Linked DNA regions of Mus musculus: regions 2 and 3 are each linked to region 1. Evidence: chromatin contacts called from public HiChIP or PLAC-seq data. All regions are on one chromosome and are shown on one strand. Each heading gives the region's core, a stretch centred on a gene start, on an enhancer-like site or on the middle of the called end of the contact. The rest is flanking DNA. Distances are from core to core; before and after follow the strand shown.

The links. HiChIP or PLAC-seq counts read pairs in DNA pulled down with a chosen protein or histone mark.
Region 2: an H3K4me3 HiChIP or PLAC-seq map of embryonic stem cells shows a contact between it and region 1, with 7 read pairs. The contact joins the promoter of Sec24d here to the promoter of Fnbp1l in region 1.
Region 3: a contact with region 1 is called in an H3K27ac HiChIP or PLAC-seq map of microglia, with 5 times the contacts expected there. The contact joins the enhancer-like site here to the promoter of Fnbp1l in region 1. A contact is called at or near these places in 3 of 39 promoter capture datasets (cranial neural crest, frontonasal cranial neural crest and hippocampal neurons), 17 of 115 datasets of contacts at active chromatin or transcription factors (the NIH/3T3 cell line, craniofacial prominence, differentiating embryonic stem cells and 10 more) and 3 of 9 other capture datasets (embryonic stem cells, liver and macrophages).

What each region holds. Positions count from the first base shown.
Region 1 is chr3:122,616,699-122,621,377 of GRCm38.p6, reverse strand. Fnbp1l (formin binding protein 1-like) reads left to right here and starts at 1,664. Exons shown (of 14, transcript NM_153118.3): 1 at 1,664-1,848. The coding sequence starts at 1,825.
Region 2 is chr3:123,265,924-123,270,348 of GRCm38.p6, reverse strand. Sec24d (Sec24 related gene family, member D (S. cerevisiae)) reads right to left here and starts at 2,853. Exons shown (of 23, transcript NM_027135.2): 1 at 2,813-2,853; 2 at 596-755. The coding sequence starts at 713.
Region 3 is chr3:121,888,538-121,893,518 of GRCm38.p6, reverse strand. No RefSeq gene overlaps it. Among named protein-coding and RNA genes, the nearest start is that of Gm34050, 12 kb to the left of the region's middle. Within about 2 kb of position 2,713, at least 38 of the 459 cell types and tissues checked have an H3K27ac peak or open chromatin away from gene starts, as enhancers often do. A contact at or near this core is called in microglia, where this site is marked.

The sequences.
Region 1 (4,679 bases), core at 415-2,914:
AACTGGAATAGCTCTAAAGGAGACATTGCTACAGTAACTTCATACTATCTAGAGAGTGAGAGTGAGACCGGAGAGGTGACTGTTAGAAGACATACTTTGACAGAGACAGGCCTTTTTGAAATAGAGAAATCCAGAAAAATGGTGGAAAGAAGTTATTTCTTAGGAAGATATTCTCTCTTACCAACACCCCACCCCCACCCTCCAACCACTGCACACTCTGTAACCCAGGCTAGCCTCTGACTCCTGTAGTTACGCCTCTCCCCTCCGGAGCACTAAAATTACAGGTGTGCGTCATCACACTTGGCTTCAGCGACTTTCAAAGAACATTAAAAAAAAAAAAAAAAAAAAAAAAGACCGGCCTTAACCTAATTAGAAGAGAGTATTCATTTGCTCAGCCTACCTCAGAAAAGGATAGCAAAGAATTTGGTGAGTGGTGGTTAGACTGCCTGGAGAGCTCTGGCTATTTGCCTGGACTTCAATGGGGAGCAGAACTAGGTAAACAGGAAGGCTGGGGCGGAAGAAGCTGGAACACCTGTGTTGGTCCCGGTCCCGGTCCCGTAGGGAGGAGTTTCAAGGCTGATAAGACGTCCGTTGGTGGGGGGACCTTGAAGCATTCAGTTGTCATGACTCACTGAAGAGTACTCTACTGGTTCTAGAGTGAAAATGTGTGTGTTTTAAGCGACAAGCAATTAATACTAAAGCATATGCTGGGGAGTTAGTGAGCAGACTGTACGCGGTATCTAGTAGCACCAGCCAAACTTGCTGACTGCCAGTGGAGGCAGGCTGGGAAATAACTCAGCACAGCTAAAAGCAAGAGGTCGTCTGCAGCCAAGATTCCTATCGGAGGCAAGAGACGCCTCAGGCTCTGAACAGGTTGTTGAAGGGCTGTGAGGAGGGAGAGACCGGTCCCTGGAGGTAGCCACGAGCCTAGAATTCAGGCAAGCTCAGCAGCGTCTCACCTCCTGCAGGTGTCAGTCGGGTTCGCTTTCCACCAAGTCTTATCTTTTACCATGGCAACGTCCCCAAAAGATTACGGGATCGCTTGCCTCTTAAAAAAAAGAAAAAAAGGTTTCCCGAAAGAACTTACAATAAAATCAAAATGCTTTATTAAAAACAAAAACAAAAACCAGACACGTCGTGTGACACGTTGCATTCACATTGGACGTTTGACCTCTACAGGTCTGTGGTTCCCGGGGATCCCAGGCTGAAGCGCCAAGCCTGGACGGAGAAGTTACCTTACGAAGGCAGATTTTTTTTAACTAAACACACGCACACACCCCTCTGCTCCAACGTCTGGACGTGGTTTCTTTGTCAGGGCTCCGCAAAGAACGCTGACGTGTGGGGTCGCCTCCTTTGAGGGGGGGGGTCTCCGAGCAAGGCAGGGACCGTGGGCGTCCTCCCTGGCTCTCCATCTTGGAGCGGGAGTCTGAGTGCGGCTTTTGCTGAGCCCGGAGGCCGGAGCGGACGCCGCCGAGGGTCCGAGGATCCCCGCCCCGGGCGAGCTGTTCGGAGGAGACCCCCGCCGGCCCCCGCGCGCGCGAGTGCGGGCCCGCCCCGATCCCAGGGTGCACCGCGGCCCGCCCCCTCCCCGCCGTCCCGCCTCCCCTCGGCCCCGGCCCCCTCCCTCCCTCCTTCCCTCCCTCCCTCCCCGCTGCCGGGAGGCGGGGACGCGGCGGCGGCTCGCTTCAGTCGTGTCTCTCTCACTCACTGGGGAACCCGGTGGTGGTGGCGGCAGCTTTCGAGGCAGACGCTGAGGAGGGGAAAGTCGGGACGAGAGAGGACAGCGGGAGCAGCCGGCCGGCGCCAGTCGCCTCAGGTTCCGCCATGAGCTGGGGCACCGAGCTGTGGGTGAGTGTGGGGAGCAGAGCGGCTCGCGCCGTCGGCGGGAGCCCCGGGCTTGGCGCGCCGCGGACTCCGGCGCCTCTTTGTGCCGCGAGAGCCCGCTCGGCTGCGGGCGGGGAGGCGACGGGGCGGCTGCCTGGGGCTCCCTCCGAGGGGCCCGGGCCGCAGCCCTGGACGGCCGCTGCCGTCCCCTCTCCAGCCTCTGCCTGACTTTGCGGACGGGTGCCCGGCCGGGCGCCGCGCCTTTGTACCGCGCGCCCGACGGCGGGGGAGGGAGCCATTGTCCCGAAGGGGCGCCGCTCGGATCCCCGCGCCGCGCGCCTGGGCGACGCCCCAGCTCCAGGTAGGGGGAGCCGGGCGGCTTTGTTCCCAGCCCGGCCTGGGGCCAGCCAGGCCCAACCCACACGCCCATTTCCCTCTCTTGCTGCCTCCTTGCTCGGGACCTAGGGCGCCCGCGACTCCGCGCCGGCCAGCTCCGGTTGCAGCCTCTCTGGGCTGGCGGGTCTGCTTTTGTGACCCGAATTAGGTAGTGGGATCGAGGAAGGGACGCTCATTTTGGCGAAAGGAGCGCGCGGCTTGCCGATCGCTTGATTTCCCTCTCGTTCTTTATTCTCTCTCCTCTCTCTCTCTCTCTCTCTCTCTCTCTCTCTCTCTCTTTCTCTCTCTCTCTCTCTCGTGTGTGTATGTGTGTGTGTGTCTGTCTCTCTCTTTTTTCTCTCTCTCTCTCTTTCTTCCGTGCCTTTCCTGGGCGCTGGAGGCTGCAGACAATACCCAATGTCCGACCAAGGTGCAGGCGGAGGGTTATAGGTCGAGGAATTCGCTCCGGACGCCGTCACCTGAGGGTGGAGGTGTGCATGGCAGTGATTTCTCAGGTGCGGCCGGGAAAATTGGCGGCGTGGGGGCGCTGTCTCGAGCGAGCGCCGCCTGGCCTCTGCCACTCCCCTTTTTATCCCACCTGTGCATATTTTCCGTGCCTTTGTTTGCGAAAATCTCCGGGAATCTCTGTAGCGGGAGAGGAGGGACAAGTTTCGAGTATGTACGCTCACTGGGATTCGAAACAGATCGTTTAGTCGCGAGGCCGAATGTTTTCTCCTTTTCCACGTGCTGTAGATTGGGAATTTTAGAAGTGACACTTAAAAGCTCATCTAGTCACCCACTTAACCCTGCCCCAGGAATCTGTCCTGTAGCACTCTGCAGAAGTGTTTGCCCAGTCTGCAAACATAACCATCAAGACAAAATACCTCAGGAGCCTCTCCACTTGATTGTTCTGATAATGGTGAGCGTCATTTGTAAACGAATCATGTAACATCAGTTAGAATTTCAGGCATTATTGGTCCTTTCCCATTTACTTTTATGTTTGTTTGAGACAGTCTCACTATAAACATGGCTGGCCTGGAACTCGTAATATAGACCAGGCTGTCCTTAAACTCAGAGATCCACCTGACTCTCTCCAGTTGCTGGGACTAAGGGTTTTCCCTTTTAAACGTACATTCTGTGATGGTTACAGTGTCATCAGTGAATGGAGATGGGTATAGTTTTATTTTCTATTTACAACATTTTTTATCTCTTTGGTGCCTGGCGATTGAACCCAGGACCTCGCACATACTAGACAGCAAGCCGTATCTCTAGCCCCTTATTTTTAATTTTAAATTCATGTATTTATTTGTGACTGACTGTGGGTATATCTGGCAAAGAAGCCAGAAGAGGGCATCAGATCTCCTGGAGCTGTAGCTCAGACACTTATGAGGCTCATCACAAATGCTGGGAACCAAACTCAGGTGCTTTGCAAAAGCAGCAAATGCTCTTAGCCATTGGATTAATCTGCATGCATGTGCATGCATGTGCATCGGTGCCTAAGGAGGCCAGAAGAGGACATGATTCTGAAGCTGGAGTTACAGGTGCTTGTGAGTTGTTGTCGATGTGGGTGGTGGGATTTGAACTTAGGTTCTCTGCAAAAGCAGTACAGGTTCTTAGCTGTTGAGCCGTGCCTCTAGTCTTTGTTTTACAGCTTTGAGCGAGGATTGTGTTTTCCCCTAGGTTGCAATATAATACAAGCACCTATACTGTCTGTTATTGGGAATTTGATGTCTGGAAAAATCACATCAAAATATAAATTTAGAAAACAGTTGTCACATTTTATTTTATCTTAAGGGTCACATTACTATCCTAAGGGTTTAATGATTGAAAATTCATTGTTACACAAAACACTGGTGATATATAATTACGTGCTCAAACCTAAGTAATTTGCTGTAACTGATGGTTTTTGCTGTTTTATCTTTTATGTGTATGCTTGCATGTGTGGGACAGAGGTCAGACTTGGGTGTTGTGAGGGGTCATCCACCTTGGTTTTTTTGTAACCCGATCTCTCCTTCATTTTGAGCTTGCTGATTAGGTGAGCCTCGAGCCTACTCATTGCTGGCTCCTCAGTGGTCGGGTTATTCCTGGGAATTTACTCACTCCATTGTGGATTCATATTTGCCACTTGATCAACTGCACTATTGAACTATCATTTCAGCCCTGCCCTCCCACCCCCTTGGCCATTTTAATCTTTATTCTTTGGCAGGGTTTCACAGTACAGCCCAGGCCGGTCTTGAATTCCTGGGGATACAGGTGTACACTACCAGAGCTTACTTGTTTTAATGCTTCTTATAAAGACTTGTGTTAAAATTTGGAAATAAAGGTATTCCATAGAACTTCTATATTTGTGGCCCTGGGTTTCAGAATTACCAGTAATTTGCTAAATGGATTAGGTCAGGCTTTTGTTGTATAGCTTTAAGGCTTTATGGATTAACTGCTAATGTATCTGAGCTGTGCTTTAAGGGACTTCTAGTTTTAAA
Region 2 (4,425 bases), core at 1,604-4,103, 650 kb before region 1:
AAAATCTAAAAGTGAACTTTTGGTACACTGACTGGGTTGAACTAGGTTAAAAAAGAGGGCTTCTTCTGTCTTGATTTTGGAGCTCTTGTTTGTTTCCTTGAGATAGGGTCCCGTATAGCCCAGGCTGGCCTTGAACTTGCTATCTAGCCAAAGCTGGCCTTGAACTCCTTACCCTCCTGGTTCTATCTCTTGAGTGCTAAGCTTATAGCATGTGCCCCCACTGCTAGTTTGTTTTTGTTCTGTAATAATGAAAGGTTTGGGTGTTGATTCTAATAACTGCTGCTCACGTGTAACATGGAATACCAGTAAAATGTAGGCTTCAATGAAAGAGAACAAATTGCTATAAATGAGCATGCCATGTCTGAAGCATGGAGGTGAACCAGAGAAAACACTGGTCCAGGCACAGGAAAGATATGAAGAAGTCTACGTTGAAGAAGTAGATCTGTGAGATAAGTGCGTGTTTTGCTGTACGAGGCTCTCCAAATGATGCTGTTATATCAAACCACGGCTTCACTCAATGACTACCAACTAAGATATCCCACGTCTCTAAGCCTGAGGATTGAATAGTCATATATAAGTAAAAAGAATAATTTACCTGGTGGAGAGGATGCATGGGACGGGTCCCCATAGTGTCCGTAGTGAGGGGGAGAGATACCCATTCCAGGCTGGGACTGAGAATAAGGGGGTGTCGCCACATAGCCTTGTTGGCTCATGATGAAAATATCATTCCAAAGAAGAGCTACTGCAGAATAACCCTGCAGAAGTAAAGGCGAGAAGTTAGCAAGAGGATTTTAGATATCAAATGCTACTAAAAATAGAAACGCAATCAAGAAACATATCAGATGTCTTGAAGAAAAGTAAGTGTGTCCATTCTGGAAATAATCTTCATTTTATACAACACTCTTATCATAGTTATTATCCCCTGAATATGGCTTAAGACATCTCTTAGGAATCCAGTAATGTCATTTCGGGGGTCCCAGGAAATTTCACAGGCACAGATCTGAATAGTAATTGCTACCACGTTTCCCCTGGATGCCTGAATTGCTTTGAACAGTCTCTCATTAGTATTCCTACAACTCTGCATCTTGGTTTCCATGGTCACATTTTGAGAGCGCACCATGCCGTTCAACTGACTGACCACCATGATTACAAGCAGTCTGATGCTTCACAACCTGGATCTTCCTGGTGCCTTCTAATTAGTCTACTTAATCTGTACTTAAGACAAGGAAAAGCCATAGTCCAACAAATATAACCTGAGATAGACATGATGATAGTCTTTGTGAGTCATAATGGGACAAGCCAGTGGCAGCTCCAACCATCTCCGTCCAAGATGCTAGGGCTTCTCTCTAACTTAGATGACGTCACACCTCTAAGAACATAGGCACCTATATTTAAGGAGCTAAAAAAAAAGCCTTTCATATGTGGGTAGTCATAAACAATCACAAATATAACAGTCCCATCTTGACTCTATTCAGAGCCCAAATGCCAATTAGCTTTACACTTTATGTTTCCATGTTTTGCTAAAACAGATATCTCCTAGAGAGGTTTTTAAAAGATACTTTTGTTTATTTGGTTGGTTGGTTTCTGCAGAGACAAGGTTTCCCTTGTAGTCCTTGCTGTCCTGAACTTACTCTGTAGACCAGGCTAGCCTCGAACTCAAAGAGATCTGCCTGCCTCTGACTCCCCAATGCTGGGATTAAAGGTGTGTGCCACCATGTCTGGCTTTCAAAAAAACATTTGTTACAAGACAGGAGGTGCTCTGAAGCCTGGCAAAAGAATTATGATTTGTTTCCTATCTGCCCATGCAAAGCTTTGTGACACAGTAAACTGAAGAGGTTCTTTGGGCCTCAGTTTTCTGTTTTAGAAAATGAAGTGTCCAAAAGCCATATTAGTTGTGAAACCCTGATTCTCTAGTTTCTTTCCAGTTTCTCCATCAAGCATTTGGGTACCTCTCCTTTCTTTCTCGTTGCTGCGGTTTAAGGTAGTGGTTTAAGGTAAAGATTAGTAATACCTTCTAAGTAAGACGTGGGATCTCTTTATTCTGGAAATGGCATGCAAATTTCAAACGTGAAGACTAACATCCATGATTTAGCTTTGTTTTCATATTAAACCTTCAGCTTCCGAGTAGCAACCATGAGTATGATGAGGTCACTGTCTTGCTAACGGAGGACAGAAAGGCAGACAAAGGTCTCTAGTTCACTGTGTTCCTGACAACACTTTCCCTCCTCCCACTGCGCCTAGAGAGACGTGGCAGTCGCTTGGCCCCGTGCAGCCCAGAGCCTTCAGAAGACCGCACCGGCGCACCCACGCAGCAGCTGCGGAAGGGGAGCGGGACAGCGATGCTCACAGCAGGGGACTGGAAGCCGCCCAGCCCTCTTCCCTGGTCCTGGGAGGAATTCGCTTCCTCACCCTTCTCTGCCACGTCAAACTTCCTCACCCAGTACACCAAGTTGCAGAAACCTGACTCAGCTGCAAGCGGCGACATGGCAGAGAGCCACTTGGCACAAACCGGCCTCGAATCCAAACCCCGAGCGCTCGGATTCTACAAAGACACCCTTCCCCTTCCACTGTCACCCGGGACAAGTTCGCGTTTCCCTCTAATGATGTCCCGGAGCTGAACACTGTAGTTGCCATTTTCCCTCGGAATATTTCCAGCCCTCTCCTCCTCCGGGAACCAGAGAGCCAAGTTGATGGGGAGTCGCGGTGCAGCCGCGTGTGGACGCTCCGCACCCTCAGCCCGAACCTGCTGTACCTGTGGCTCCCCTTCCTCCCCACCCTCCTCCCTGCGCCCTGCGCCCCGCGTCTGCCGTACCTGCTCTGCACGCTCCGCGCCCCGCGCCGCCGCCGCCGAGTCGCTCTGGGTTGCTAGTGCCACGTCAGGCGCCCGGGCGCGCGCGCGTGCTGGACCCGCTCGCTCCCGCGGCGCGCCCTGGCGGGGGCGGGGCCGCACCTCCCACTGCGGTCTCGCGCCTCTTTCCGGGTCTTTTCCTCTAAGCTTTTCCTTCGCGAGGCCCCGCCTCCTCCAATTTGTCAAAGATCCTCCGGAGCCGGTGGCAGGGGACTTGGGTGGGGTGAGGAGGGCGCGCTCTGGGTTCAACAGGTGGCACTGAATCGCTGCGCTGCGCTCGCCTTACTGGAAGCGACGCGTGTCGGGGAGTGCTCAGTGGCCAGAGGAATCTGGCGCGTGGACAGACAATTTGATGACGTCTTCCAGCACAACCACAGAAGGAAGGAAGGCCCACGACAGCCTGGTTCTGTGTGAAACGAGACGCTCAGCTGAGGTGTCCTCAAGGAAGCAAAGGGTTGCAGGACCTCCGTGGGCTTGCCCACTTAACTGGGTGTGCCCCACCCACAAACAGGAACTGGCCTGTGTCAAAGGTAGATAACTTTTAGCTCACCTTTGGACAGAAACAGTTGAGAAACACCTATTTGGCCCTAAAATCAGGACCAATAGGCCACACTCCAAAAATGTCTCACTATCAGAGAGAAAGTATGAGTTCAGTCCGCAGCCGAGCTGCGAGTTTGGGGAATCTATGAAAGTTTTATGAAATAAAAGCAGCCTAGTGATTTTGCCCTCACTGTGTGCCTCCTTCTGAGGAACCAGAAATAAAAGCTCCCTAAAGCTTGACTAATCAAAAGCTACCTGAGTAACTTTTCCTGTTGCTGTGATAAAATACTCTGGCAACCACAACTAAAAGGAGAAAATGTTTATTTTGGTCCACAGTTCAAGGGAGTAATCCATCTTGATGCGGTAGCTTGAGGCAGCTGATCACTATGCGGGCACAGTCAGGAAAGCAGAGAGCAATCAGTGCTTGTGTCTGGCTCTTTTTATGCAGTCCAGGATGCCAGTCCAGGGAATGATGTCCCACACACTGGGCGGGTCTTCTCAGCTCAATCCATCTATGCTCAATATAGATCCTCTCAGACCTGCCAGGTCTTCTTTTAGAATTATCATTATCAAGACATGTTGTTGTTGTTGTTTGAGACAGGGTTTCTCTTTGTAGCCTTTGCTGTCCTGGAACTCACTCTCTAGACCAGGCTGGCCTCAAACTCAGCAATCCACCTGCTTCTGCCTCCCAAGTGCTAGGATTAAGGACATGAGCCACCATCACCCACAGTATTAGGAATTTTGAGGCAACTGTGTCAACTGTTTATCACTAAAAAAGAAACCAATTTAAAGGGTAATAATTTGCATTGTCTCAGTCTCTAAGGTTTCAGTCCTAAGTCATCTTGCTGAACTGCTATAGGTGTCTGAAGATGCAAAGCATCGTGACAGGCAGGAGGACTGACACAGTAAAGCCGCTCATGTCACAGTAGCCAGGAAGCAAAGAGGGAGACATAGAGGGTCCCCAAGCAAGCCACAGCCCCCATTCCTGACCCTGGTGAGTGATCTAGGCCACGCAACTTTCTTCTTCTTCTTCTTCT
Region 3 (4,981 bases), core at 1,464-3,963, 730 kb after region 1:
TGAGTTCTTCTGAGGGGCAAGATGATGTCTCTCAAGCATGCTGATCTTTAATTATCTGAGTTGATTCAGGATAAGATTTAAAATGCCTTAAAGACGTGGATGGCCAGGGTCAGTGAGATGGCTCGGTGGGTAAAGGTGCTTGCTGCCAAGTCTGGTGACCTGAGTTTGTTTCCCTGGAACTCACGTCGTAGGAGAGAAGCAGCTCCCACAGGTTGTTCTCTGACTTCCAAAAGCATATCCTGACATGTGCACACACAAATAGAAAAGTAAATAAATACATGTACTGCTTAAAGAACATAGGACTACCTCCATTGCTCTGTAAATGTCCCATCTCCCATCAGGCTTACATAAGAAGGAGCATCAGCAATGTCAGGCATGAGGTTTGTTGGCAGCCACATGGCAAAACTCTGTGTTGCTGATTAGACACAGGGTGGCACCTAAGAGCTTGGTATCCACTTGTAAAAAAAAAACCAAGATTCCAAACAAGCCAGATGCCCGCCTGAACTCATCCTTGGAAAGATATAGACCTAGGTGTACCCATGGGCAAGCAAGCGCTAGGTTATCTTCAGAAGACAGTCCTCCTCTGCTCTCATATGACAACAAATGATCAACCAGGGTTAATGGAGCAGGGCCACAGTCTGTGACATCAGTGACAGCCCTCCCACCAACATACCGCAAATTCCCCAGCTATAAAAAACTTAGTTTTCCTATTAGTTTTTGCCCTTGTACACCTCCCCATCCTGTAAAGCACATAGCTGAGAACTGACTGTTGAAACCAAAGTCAAAAGCTTAAGAAGATGTCCTGAGTGGTACCCACTTAGCATGCCCAAAGTTCTGGGTTCTAGTCTCCATCACGAAAGAAAACAACAAAACCTGACATCAACCTGGGGAGAAGCCATTTTGGATTTATGGCTGGGGCGGTGGGCTGCTGATCCAGTCTAACCAGGCTTCCTCTCAGACCAGACAGTGTCACCGGCAGGATGATTTTAAGTGCGTGCACACATGCCTGTACAGTAATCATACAAGTGAATGTCTGAGGTGAGCCCTGGGTGTCATTGCTCAGCCACTTGGTTCATTGAGACAGGATCTCAGTGAGTCTAGAGCTTTCTCATCACGTTGGACTGCTGATGAGCAAAGCCCAGGGATGTGGCTGTCTCTGCCCCCTTAAACACTGAACAACAAGTGTATCTCCACCACACTGCGCTATTTCTCACGGCCTCCGGAATCTGGGTTAGGGTCCTCATGTCTACGCAGCAAACGCTTCATTATAACTAAGCTCTTAGAAGCCATGCGCAGTTAGTTGGCGAGCTGTTAAAGTGAGTTGTACTTACGGCCTGTGTTATACAGAGGAGAAAATATTTTCAGCGCTACTTGCAGTTTTCAGACCTGACAGTGCCTTACAATTCCTACCCAGTAATAAGCATTACTCATGCGGCACCAATGGGAAAAAAACTGGTGATGCTCATTCTCTGCCTACCGTGTTTTATGTGTGTGAACGTTTAAAACTTGTTTGGGATGATTGCTCTAAACACTTCAGCATCTGGTGTACAAATATTTTTGTAGACACCGGGTCCAAATACCACAAAATCACTGCCCCAGTCCAGGTTATGTGAACCATTGTCTTAGGCAGATTTTTAATAAATGAGATTATTCTTGAACGATGAGACTCTCTCCCCAGGGACATCAAGATTAAACTCAAAAGAAAATCTTATAGCGATGACCCATATTTTTAAAAAAAAAAAGTGGAAAGGAGAAGTCATTTTGGAACTAATTTGAAGGGGAAAAGTAACTTTTTGCTTTGTGGTTTTTTTTTGTTTTTGTTTTTTGTTTTAAATTGTTGTTGCCATGCTAAGCATTGTACAAAGGGAAATCAAAGGTGACACCGTCAGTGACATTCCTGCAGTGAGTGGCTGGTGGGAGATAAGGCTTGGCTGAGCTGTGCCAGAGTCCGGTTTCAGTTCTGTCAGGTGTAATCAGATCCTTAAAACAAAAGCGGCCAGTCCACTTCATCAGAAGACACTCCAGGCCCTTTACCCTACACTAAAAGCGAACAGAAGCATCAGTGCCACGCGGGAAGAGAGCCGCATATCATCAGTGGGTTTGCGCCACATTGTGTCATTGTCTAATGCTCCATATTTAATATAAAACCCCCCGTTTCCAGTCTAATAGATGGAAGGAGCTTGTTTGCTTGTTTTAGAGGCTGTGGTTGTAGAAATTAAGCTTCAGTTTGTAATCCAAGGCAAAGGCAATTGGTGAGTCTGCGAGTCGTGGTGGAGGTCTTTAGTTTACCCCTGGGCTTTAGGACCCGGTGGGAGGTGGGGGGTGGGGGGTGGAGGTGGGGGGGGGGAGCGCAGTCTTTTTTTTTCTCTGAAAAGAGGCTTGCTCAAAATGTCACTTGGAAAATTTCTCTTGTGGATGGATGTGCTACATAGAATAAATTACAATTTTCATTTGGAAGATATATATGTGTGTGATAAAATGAACCAAAAGGCTGTTTGGGAGGATGAGCTGAGGCGACCATGGTGAACCCTGGCAGCTTCCAACCTTACCGGTGGGTCTAACTGGACGTCCATTAAAATGACCACAGAACCCAGGCTAGCCATAGTTCCCTATCGCCACGACTGTCCCAGAATGACTGGGTTTGGTTGCAGCCACAGAGGAAACAGGACTTCCATTTTGGTGGCAGGCAAACCAAGGGAGAGTAGAAATGAAACCAGCCTGCTGGGTCAGAAATTGCTGAGGAAGTGTTCCGGCTCTAACAGGAGGAAATTAAAAGCCTGCAGTGTGTGTGTGTGTGTGTGTGTGTGTGTGTGTGTGTGTGTGTGTGTGTGTGTGTGTGACAATTAGCCATGACAGAGGAGCAGGAAGGAATACAGAATGAATGACAATCAGAGGAAACAGGCCTGCGACAAAGGAGGCCTGCCCCCCCCCCACCCCCCACCCCCCCAGGCCCAGAGGAATCGATAGAAGTCCCTGAGAAATGCTGCTTTTCTTGGGTTCTGGAGCTCATATTTTAACCCCTTTATCTCCCAAAGTCTCGCTCTGAAGCAGATAGCTTTATTCACGGCGTTCTTTGATTGCTCCATGGTTGATATGAATACCAGAATGTCTGCAAAGTTATTGTGAGAACAGAGCAATTGTTCAATTTTTCCCTCTCCACGCTCAGCCTGGAAAAAAAAAACCACACATCTAAGGTTGGATTGGGTGGGAAAATATTTATGCCAACTTACACAAGAAGCGCAGGTATTAGCCTTAGATAAAAATATTAGGAAAACAAGATAAGAACTGTAAAGGCATTTGAAAGTTATTGTGATGAGTATCAAGATTATTTAAGATCATAGCACATTCTATAACCAAAGATAATGATAGGGTGGAGTGGAAAGGGGAAGTGAGATTGTTTCATAAAAATAAGAATTTGACCTGGGCAGTGATGGCACACACCTTTAATCCCAGCACTCGGGAGGCAGAGGCAGGTGGATTTCTGAGTTCGAGGCCAGCCTGGTCTACAGAGTGAGTTCCAGGACAGCCAGGGCTACACAGAGAAACCCTGTCTCAAAAACAAACAAACAATAACCCCCAAACAACAACAACAAAACCCTGAAGAATTTCAAGTTTTAAAAACCCAATGTGTTTATTACACATGATTTTTGGCATGCAGAAAATGATTGAATCCCAAATGAAAATCTTAGAGTTTGTTTTGTTTCTGGTGTTTGCTTGGTTTGTTTGGTTTGGTTTGGTTTTCTTTTTTTTCTTACAACTTGTTACTTAGTCAGAAGAAATCTAGGAAACTCTCAGGCTTAATTAATCAAGACGCTAAAGTAAGGAAGGAAAGAGGAGGTTAAGTCACGTGCAGCTCAGTCATTTAAAGGGGGCAGAGGAGCAGGGAGAGGTGATTATAAAGCAGAATGAAGATGCTAAATAGGATTAGAAGAGCAGATACTACTACAAAGGGCTGACTTAGGGACAAAGTGGATAATAAGGCAATCTCAGGATTCTTAAGAGTCCAGTTCTGGAAAGGAATTGACTGCTCCAAACTAATAAAGGAAGAAGTGTCACACACAGAGAATGAGCTAAAGGTACCCTAGGAAAAACAGATGCCTCCGATTTCTAAAGCCAGCACGCTTCAAAAAGAAGAAACGGGGGAGAGGGGTTGGTTCTGTGTTTGGAACAATAGCAAGAGGGTGTAAAAGTGAGGCAGACAATCTGAAGTAGACAGTGATGGAAAAAAGGCCTTCCAGACAGACACCCCGAAGAGATTCCTGGAATACCTTAGGGTGACAGTGCGTGAGGGCTGGCACTGGGAACTTGATCAGTTTTACATGAGATTTTATTTGAATTAATTTTAGCATCTTTTCTTTCTTGGGGGTGTGGGCAAGCACAGGCGTCTAACACGGTAACAGTGTGCTAACAGTGACAAATCAAGGGCCATTAGGATTTCCCCTCAAATAAACTAAGATGACTTAAAGAGGAGCCAAGTCCTTAGTGGAGGGAAAAAAAAGCTATCGAGTCAATAATACTGCCTTGTCTTGCATGCTGGAGGGCGCCTTGGGAAGACAGATGCTCTGGGACACTAGGACAAAGTAAATCTGGTCAATTGCAAGAGCTGACCAAGAGAAAGCAGGAAATGGCCAGCTTTCCCTTGTCACTCAGAAGCAAGGAAGAAAAGAGTTAAACTTTAGAAAGGTAAGATGATAAGGCACACAGAAACACATGCGGCCACTAGACAAAAGAGTCCCATTAGAGGAACGTGTCTTTTTGTTAAAATTTTCATAATCCAATATTTTAGACTTTGGCCACTTTCATAGAATTTCTATCGTAGGTGTTTATTGACAATCATTTATGGGCATCATTATCATATTCTGCAGGGTGCATCTTGGGTCCCTAGGTGAAGGAAGAACTGGGGACAGGTTGTATTGCTCGCTCTTCTTGAGGCTCTGATGTGTTTAAGGAGTGCACATCCATGCAGATACAAAGGTACTCA